Linked DNA regions of Mus musculus: region 1 is linked to region 2. Evidence: chromatin contacts called from public HiChIP or PLAC-seq data. All regions are on one chromosome and are shown on one strand. Each heading gives the region's core, a stretch centred on a gene start, on an enhancer-like site or on the middle of the called end of the contact. The rest is flanking DNA. Distances are from core to core; before and after follow the strand shown. Region 1 overlaps Bcl11b (B cell leukemia/lymphoma 11B). Region 2 has its middle 250 kb from the start of Gm52008.

What was found. HiChIP or PLAC-seq counts read pairs in DNA pulled down with a chosen protein or histone mark.
Region 1: an H3K27ac HiChIP or PLAC-seq map of embryonic brain shows a contact between it and region 2, with 21 times the contacts expected there. The contact joins two enhancer-like sites. A contact is called at or near these places in 1 of 484 Hi-C or Micro-C datasets (CD4 T cells), 5 of 115 datasets of contacts at active chromatin or transcription factors (craniofacial prominence, double positive thymocytes, embryonic brain and 2 more) and 1 of 9 other capture datasets (embryonic stem cells).

What each region holds. Positions count from the first base shown.
Region 1 is chr12:107,974,345-107,978,059 of GRCm38.p6, reverse strand. All of the region lies in intron 2 of Bcl11b (B cell leukemia/lymphoma 11B), which reads left to right. Among named protein-coding and RNA genes, the nearest start is that of Bcl11b, 27 kb to the left of the region's middle. Within about 2 kb of position 1,354, at least 39 of the 459 cell types and tissues checked have an H3K27ac peak or open chromatin away from gene starts, as enhancers often do. A contact at or near this core is called in thymic regulatory T cells, where this site is marked.
Region 2 is chr12:107,360,315-107,364,278 of GRCm38.p6, reverse strand. No RefSeq gene overlaps it. Among named protein-coding and RNA genes, the nearest start is that of Gm52008, 250 kb to the right of the region's middle. Within about 2 kb of position 1,993, at least 33 of the 459 cell types and tissues checked have an H3K27ac peak or open chromatin away from gene starts, as enhancers often do. A contact at or near this core is called in thymic regulatory T cells, where this site is marked.

The sequences.
Region 1 (3,715 bases), core at 105-2,604, 610 kb before region 2:
CTGCTTAGGCATTTGATAAATATTTGTTGCTTTTGGAGCATCAGGTGTTACCTCAGGGTTTAGGCACTGGGGTGGAGTCTGTCTGGGACCTTTGACGCACAGCCTGGCCTATCCTTTAAAGGTCCAGGGCCATCCAGTCCCTCAGCTGATGCCTGTATCTGTAGAATGGGGATGTGTTTTTTTTTTACTAACCAGTCTCCATCTATATAGGAGCATAAGCGAGTGGAGCGAAGCTACGGCTGATTTCATAGACATCATACCAGCGAGACTGTTATTGTTTGGGCCCTGGGGGCGGGGTGACTAATTTGCAAAGAGGAAAGGAATCCAACAGCTGCTTGTATAGGGTGTTGTTTTTAATGCGAAGAGGAAGCATTTGGGGGCTTTGGGGAGAGGCTTACGGCATACCACAAGGAAACGCCCCTCCCCCACCTCCATTCACTTCAGAGGCCCTTCTCTGTAGCTCCCCACTTCCAGCTCCTTATTTTTTGGGAACGTGAAGAGATTCATTATCTTAATACCTAGTGGTGTTGCTGTTACCCTGACCTGAACACCCCAGAACATGTCCTCTTCCCCTCCTGATACTAGGTTCTGGCCGCGGAAGGGTAGGGAGCGAGATGGGGGTGAGGGTGTGTATGTGTGTGTGTGGGTATAGGATACAGACTTGGGTGAAATGTATACAGCAGGCAGCCTTCAAATGTGTAGTCTTGCTCAATGCAGGTGAAAAGGAACTCGGATCTGGCTTTCCTTTCTCTGCCGCCTCAAAGCTCTCAGAAATTAGCATCTGTACCCATTGAGTCCGCAGCTGGTGGCTATGAAATGGTACCTTCCTTCACTAGGGAGAAGCCGGTCTCCAGTGGCCTGCAGGGGGCCAATGTTTTACCTTTTTTTTTTTTTTCTTTCTTCAGTTTTTATATTCAAAGAAGCTTGGTTTCTTTTCCCTCTGCCAATGCTGGGTGACCCGAATCCAAGTTTTAATAATAACCTCTTGCTGGACCCGAAGGCTCCAGGCTAATTCTGCTCTTTAGGTCTGCTGACCTTGCTGTGCATCTGATGTGTTTGTCAGCTTCGGTTTGGGATGGGGTGAATGCGTGTGCACCCTCAGAGTTCCTGTTCCACCCGCTGGACTGGAGGTGGGTGGGTGGGGGATCGCAGATAGAAGTAGAAGACTAGATCTGTACCGTACCGGAGGGTAGGCTTGCAGCCAGGCGTGTGGCACCTGTAATTGAATCCGGACCTGCGTTCCGTGCAGGCCTGCAAGGATGCGAAAGGGAGGTATCGAGGTTCTAGGCTCTCTCTGTGGCTGAATCTGGCATGAAACCGTCTTCTGACTCCGTGGAGCCCAAATGGTGTGTGGAGAAGCCAGGGAGCAGCAGAGAGCCTAGAAGCCCGTGCACGTTCTGTTTGCACGAGTCGGCTCTTGCATCTTTTGTTAGTGGCGGTTCCTTAATTAACCCGCGGATTAGGGCTGCCTTCTTTTGACACGTACATATATTTTGGGGGTATAATATTCTTGTTCTCCTCAAACTCACAACCGGAACCGCTCAGGAGCCTCCCCAGGGAGCTATGGCCTCTTCTCTCCCTCTTGTCTTCCCAGCTTTTCCCTTCCTGTTCCCCTCCTACCCACCCTTCCCTTCAACCCAAGTGGGCTTGTAGCTGAGTGGAGGACGGGCGTGCTACACACAGCTAAATAAATCATGTTTACGCTTGGCGTTCTTGGTAGTGAAAAAGCTGTTGGCTGTTTCCACTTCCGTATTTCTCAGCATTTGCTTCCTACCTGTTTTTGAGTCCGTGCCCAGAAATAGTAGTTTTGTCAAATGAGGGGATAATGCCAGCCAGCCTTCCCTGCTGCCAAAGAAGCTGATGGATTTTGCAAAAACAGAGTGACGTTTTTTTAGTGACACCGATTTCCCCCCCTGCCCCCTCAAAGAAATTAGGGTGTAGAATAAGGGGTATTTAAAATGCACATGGAGCAGGGGAGGGAAGGGGAGGATTCCTAGCTGCTTCTACTCGGGTTTGTAGCAGGCAAGGTTAGAGAAGGAAGGTCTGGGTTTTTGTTGTTCGATTCTCTCAGGGCAGCAGGCACCCGTAGGAGGTGTAGAGGCTGTTCTGAGCCCGGAGGAGAGCTGAGTCAAGCTCTTTTCAGTCCCAAGACTTCATTTTCTCAGATTTGGAGATACGGTGCAATGAATTTTTTTTTTCTTTCCTTCTGTTCAGTTTTGGGTCTGTTTAGTTCCGGAGGCTTTCAGAATGGTACTTGCCGAATTCTTTCTCTGAGGTACCAGTAAGGAATGTCACCCTGGGCCCGGGGTGGGAGCCTGTCTGCACCCAACTTGACAGTCAGTGGTTCTGTACAGCATGAGGTACGCAAGCCTCCCGCCTCTGCCTTTAACCCGTGATGCTGTTTTAGGGGCATGTGAAAAAGTCACTCTCGTGATGGGTCCTGTCTGCCAGGCAGAGGGCTTCCTGGGTAATCAAAGCCAACTGCAGGCTTGTGGATTAAAAAATGAAAAGAAACGATTTCAAAACCAAGCAAGTGGCAGATAAACACTCCGCTTCTGGAGGAAGGTGGGACCTGATTTCTCTGGAAGATTCCTGCAGGAATTCTGTCCATGGTCAGGCACATCAGCCCTGTTGCAAAGATGGCCAGGAAGAAAAAAAATCACAATAAAATCAAAGTAGGCATGCTATGCTTTCCCACAATTTCTGATGTAAATATTTTGTAGCAAAGATGGTATTTCCATTGAGGACTGTGCAGCCAGCATCTTTAATTACATTAAATAGTGGCACAAGTCTCAGCTGAACGTAAGCCTCCGGTTAGGTCCGCTGCCGTGGGCTCGCTAGATTGACTTGTAATCATCAATATTGCCGGTGTTAACGTGATAACCACGTTTATTAAATTTATCCCACGAAGTGTTAATTTTTATGTATTTTGTTGTGCACACACCCCACATGACCTCTGGTATGTTAGAAGATGCAAATGAATTTCATGTCAAAAAAAAAATTAAAGAGGTGGTTGTCAGACTGCTTTGTCCCCCTTAAAAGGAAATGGGTGATTTTTTTTTCATTTTTTAAAATTTTTACTTATTTAATTTTTTATTTTTTTTTTTTTTGGCCATCAAATGCTACTCGGTTGAAAAGCAGGCTCACAATATGTGTATTAAATACCATCCACGTACAGAAAACGGAGGTAAAGAGACGACTTGGTTGAACGTAATTACAGGCCTGCTCCGGTCTTTAGTCAGTGACATTTCAGACCTAGCTTAGAAACAGAAAGAGACAGAAAGAGCCTGCCCTTATGTGAGGCAAAGCATTCAACCCACATTCTGTGTCCGTTCGAAAGAGGCACAAAGAGATGACAGGGTGGAAGTTAGCTAAGTCTAGAGGAGAGCTGGATTAAAAAAAATTATAATAGGGGAGTTCAATTGTTCGTAACTGATGCACGCAATACAAACTAAGCGTGCTGTTGAGGGCTAGCAGGGAACCTCTTTTTAGAATTGATTCCTCCCCCCACCACCACCTGAACTTTCTCTTTACCAAGTTTACTTCTATTCCGTCTGAAACAAGAAACCCTGCTAACCCAGAGGCTGGGAGATCACTTCTGTCTTGGTGGAGTTTTAGGGTCCGGTCTGTAGAAGGTTCAGCTCCACATGTGTGCAGCGTGCTCCATGCTCTGGGCCTGAGTCACTGCGTGAAACCCGTGTTGGTCCCTTCCTGT
Region 2 (3,964 bases), core at 744-3,243:
GACTACTGAGGAGCAATGCTTAAATTTGTACACACACACACACACACACACACACACACACACACACACAGAGAGAGAGAGAGAGAGAGAGAGAGAGAGAGAGAGAGAGAGAGAGATTCAGACACACAGAGAAAGATAGACATACACACAGACATACACAAACACACAGAGAGACATACAGAGATACACACACAGAGAGACATATACATATATGCACACACACAGAGACATACACACACAGACATACACAAACACACACACAGACATACATACAGAGATACACACAGAGAGACATACACACATATGCATACTCATACATACATACACACACATATACACATACATACATACATACATACGTACACACATCAGAGAGAGAGAGAGAGAGAGAGAGAGAGAGGGAGGGAGGTGGTGTGGACAGTGAACAGCAGCTGTGACTTGGTCTGCTTGCTTAGCCTATGCGCAGCATGAGGCATGAGGTATTCACAGATCCTAACAAAGCTTTTTGAGCTCAGCTCATCCATCAGGCAATGCTTGTCAGAGCAGCTACCTTGTCTGGGGATGGGAGCATGCCTTTGACTGTGTTGTTTGTCTTGGATCAAAAGCATCCTTTGCAAGGGACTCTCCCTGCTTCCTGGTCAGGGTAGAGCAAGAGCCTGTATTCTCCTCATGTGCAGCGTGGAGCTGAGACATCCTGGTCCCTCTGTTAAGGGTGCCCCCTTCCCCCCCCCCCCACCCTGTGATCTGCCACCTCTGCTCTCACGGGCATGGGAACCACTTGTTCATGTCAGAGGAGTCGGCTGTGACAAGAACATTAATTTCTTTGCACAGACATGTGTCCTTGTCACTCGTGAGAAACATTGCAATGTTGAACACTCGTCTGCACACAGAAACAGGCGACAGTACTTCGTTCCAGAACAAGCCATTCAATGGGGGTGGGGATGGGGGTGACAAGCAGGTGATGATCTGTGCTTACCCCTCAGGCTGCACGACAGGATCTACCTAAAAGCTCAGGTCACTGCCAGTCACTCGATCTTTACCATTGTCATAGTGTCCTTCGATCCACTAAGTTTGCCACAGGGAAGAAAATGAGTTTCTGGGTGTAGAAGAAGAAACTTCCGTTTTGAGAAGGTTAGGGAATCCAACACTCCCTTCTGACCTCTATAGGTTGCTTCATGCCCATAGGGCACATATATCTAGGTGAACACACATACACATAAAATAAATACACAAATGTAGATATTCAAAGTCATTCTCTTTCAAGTAGTATCTTTTGGAAAATATAAATTTAGATTAATTCCTGGCAAGGCTGCAAAGAGGACCTGTTAGTTGTTAGACCACAGGCTGAACACAAAGTAAGGAAAATATTGACCTAGTTAAAGCTGAACTTTTCTATCTATTCTAGACAAACCTTGTGGGGTCTGCTATATAAATCCAAAATTCCACCAAAATTGTTATCCTAAGCATAGACAGTACAATGGATTTCAGTTCATGGTTGCCAGCTGGACCACCACCATATGGAGGTTTCTTTAGTAGCCAAGGGAGTGTCCCTCGATGGTAACCAACACGGGCCAAGGAACTTCAAACTGAGGATTAATTAAGTATTGGTTTCCATTGGCTTTAGCAAAGTCAAGGGCACGTAAGAGGTGTTCAACTTCCCACAGAAGAGAGACAGGGTATCGGTATAGTTTAGACTAATAAATCCTTACAACAGCACCTGCATGATGGTGGAAACTTGAGTTTCTAAGAACATGCCACCTCTGGTTGGATTTAAACAGAAAGGTGGCTTTGCTCGCTCATATTTCCTACCAGGCAAACCCGGGAAGGATTCTCCTATGTCACACAGTCAAAGGTGTCCTGGGCACGCGTATCAGTTATATGTGGTAGGGGAGAAAGGATGTGTGATGTTTCTGTCTACTCCATTCTTAGCGGGGACAGACCTTTGTCGCTGGAGGCAGGCTAACAAAGAGAAAAACAAACACAAGTTTAATGCCAGCTCGGTCTACTTCCTGTACAGATGTGAGACAGCTCAGAGAAGAGCTGATCTCCGGAGAGATCTCGGTGTGTTATCTTAGACCTGAGGCTTTAACACTCTCTTCTCTAAGCCTGAGAAGAATGAAAGCAGGGTGGGCTCGAAGTAAGTCCAGTTGAGATAAACCAACCAGGGAAAATACCAAGAAACCAGGGTACATTTTGTACTATAGATTTAAGTAGAACAGACTTCTGTGGTAAGCATCTCTGGTCATTCAGGGTTGCTCTCGATGGTATAAAGGTCACACACACACACACACACACACACACACACACACACACTGCCCCCACTCACAGTAAATCACTCGCAGATGTAAATGTCTCCCATGGAAATTTTCGAAGTGACCCCTGTATGTATGTACAATTTCTTAAAAACAGAAAATAGAAAGCAAAACCAAACAAAACCAGCTCAAAATAAGCCTTGCGCCAAAGAGGCACGTTCCACAAGTTGGGCCTGTGGCACGTGCTGGCCTGTGGCAGTTGTGTCTCACAATGGAGTATAGTGTGTGCTGACTACCATGGAGAGTGACAGTTCAATCATTTAGGACAGTCTTCTGGAAGGCTGAGAGTAGTGTTAGTTTAGTAGGCCCACCATAGTGCGGCGGCATGGGCAACAAGACCTTAGTGCCTCACAGTTTAGAAGGCCGAGGTGGTCGGCATGTCAGCAGGTTGACTCCTTCTGCAGTCCTCCCTCCCTCCTTAGCCTGCTGATGCTCTTTCCCATGTGTTGTTAGTCAACTCTTCCCTTTTTGTTTATCCAAGTCCATATTTTCCCCCTTTTATCAGAGCAGCAGTCCCCAGGACTAGGGTGCACCCTACTAAAGGCAGTTTACACGATCACCACTTTAGAACCCTGGCCTGTACACGCTGGGTTTTAGACATTAGGGATTTAACATATGAATGCATCAGTCCCAACTCAGCCCCTAACAGGGAAACCCCCTGGCACCGATGAGAAAACTCAGGCATAGAAATTTGGTCAAGGTCACCCAGTGAACAAGTAGAGAGCTTGGTTTCAATTCTGCGCAGGTCCAGGCTTTTTAGCGTGAGCTGGGCAAAGTTCTACGGAAATCCAAACCTGCATCTGAAACAGGAAAGGTGAGGTGGCTGGAATGGAGGTGAACCACAGCGGCTATGTCAGGAGCGCCACAGCACTGACACAGAAATGTGGAGTCGGGAATTGGCAACAGGTGCTGACTGAAGGTCTGGAGCTAGCAAGGGCACAGTGTGAGCCCGTGTCACATTTCCTTAAGGTCCTGAGTGGAGACAGCCAGCCCTTGATCAGAGCTTCATCTGGTGTACAGCAGCAGGCACAAGCTCTTTAAGGCTAGAAAGACAGGGATGCGGCCCGTGAGCCACTTCTCCCCCATATCACAGAGCTGCCACTAATATGAACAATGGGCGGTCTGCTTGCCGCTAATTGTGCTGGGAGAAGAGAGCAATGCTCGCATGAGTGTTCAGGCACACGAGAGACATCATCAACACAGTCTGAAACATCACCAGCTCCTGTTCAGGACTGATCTGCAATTGTAAATCCATTAGTGCTGCGCATGACTACTAAGAACCTGCACGTTTGCCAAGGAAGCTGACGTGCTTCTCTGCGAGGGAAGCATATACCCTGTGGGGGGGAAATAATTCTCTTCCTGTGCAATTAGATCTGTCTCTCCATTCAAATCATGTTTAATAATCTTCGGATCAGTAGGTCATTTTTAAGTGTGAATAACATCAGCCCGTGTTGACACTGGACATGGGCTCTTAGACAAAGGGAAGTGTTTTCGACCTTGACACCCTTGTTCCCCTAAATAATGGTTTAATAAACAGGCTGGATCTGTTTTGTATGGACAATCCCATGGGTCTCTGCAGAGCTGGCCTGTTCTGCCATGCATCTCAGGGGCCCACAACCTTCAGTCCATGGGACAGGTCTAGCTCTGGCCTT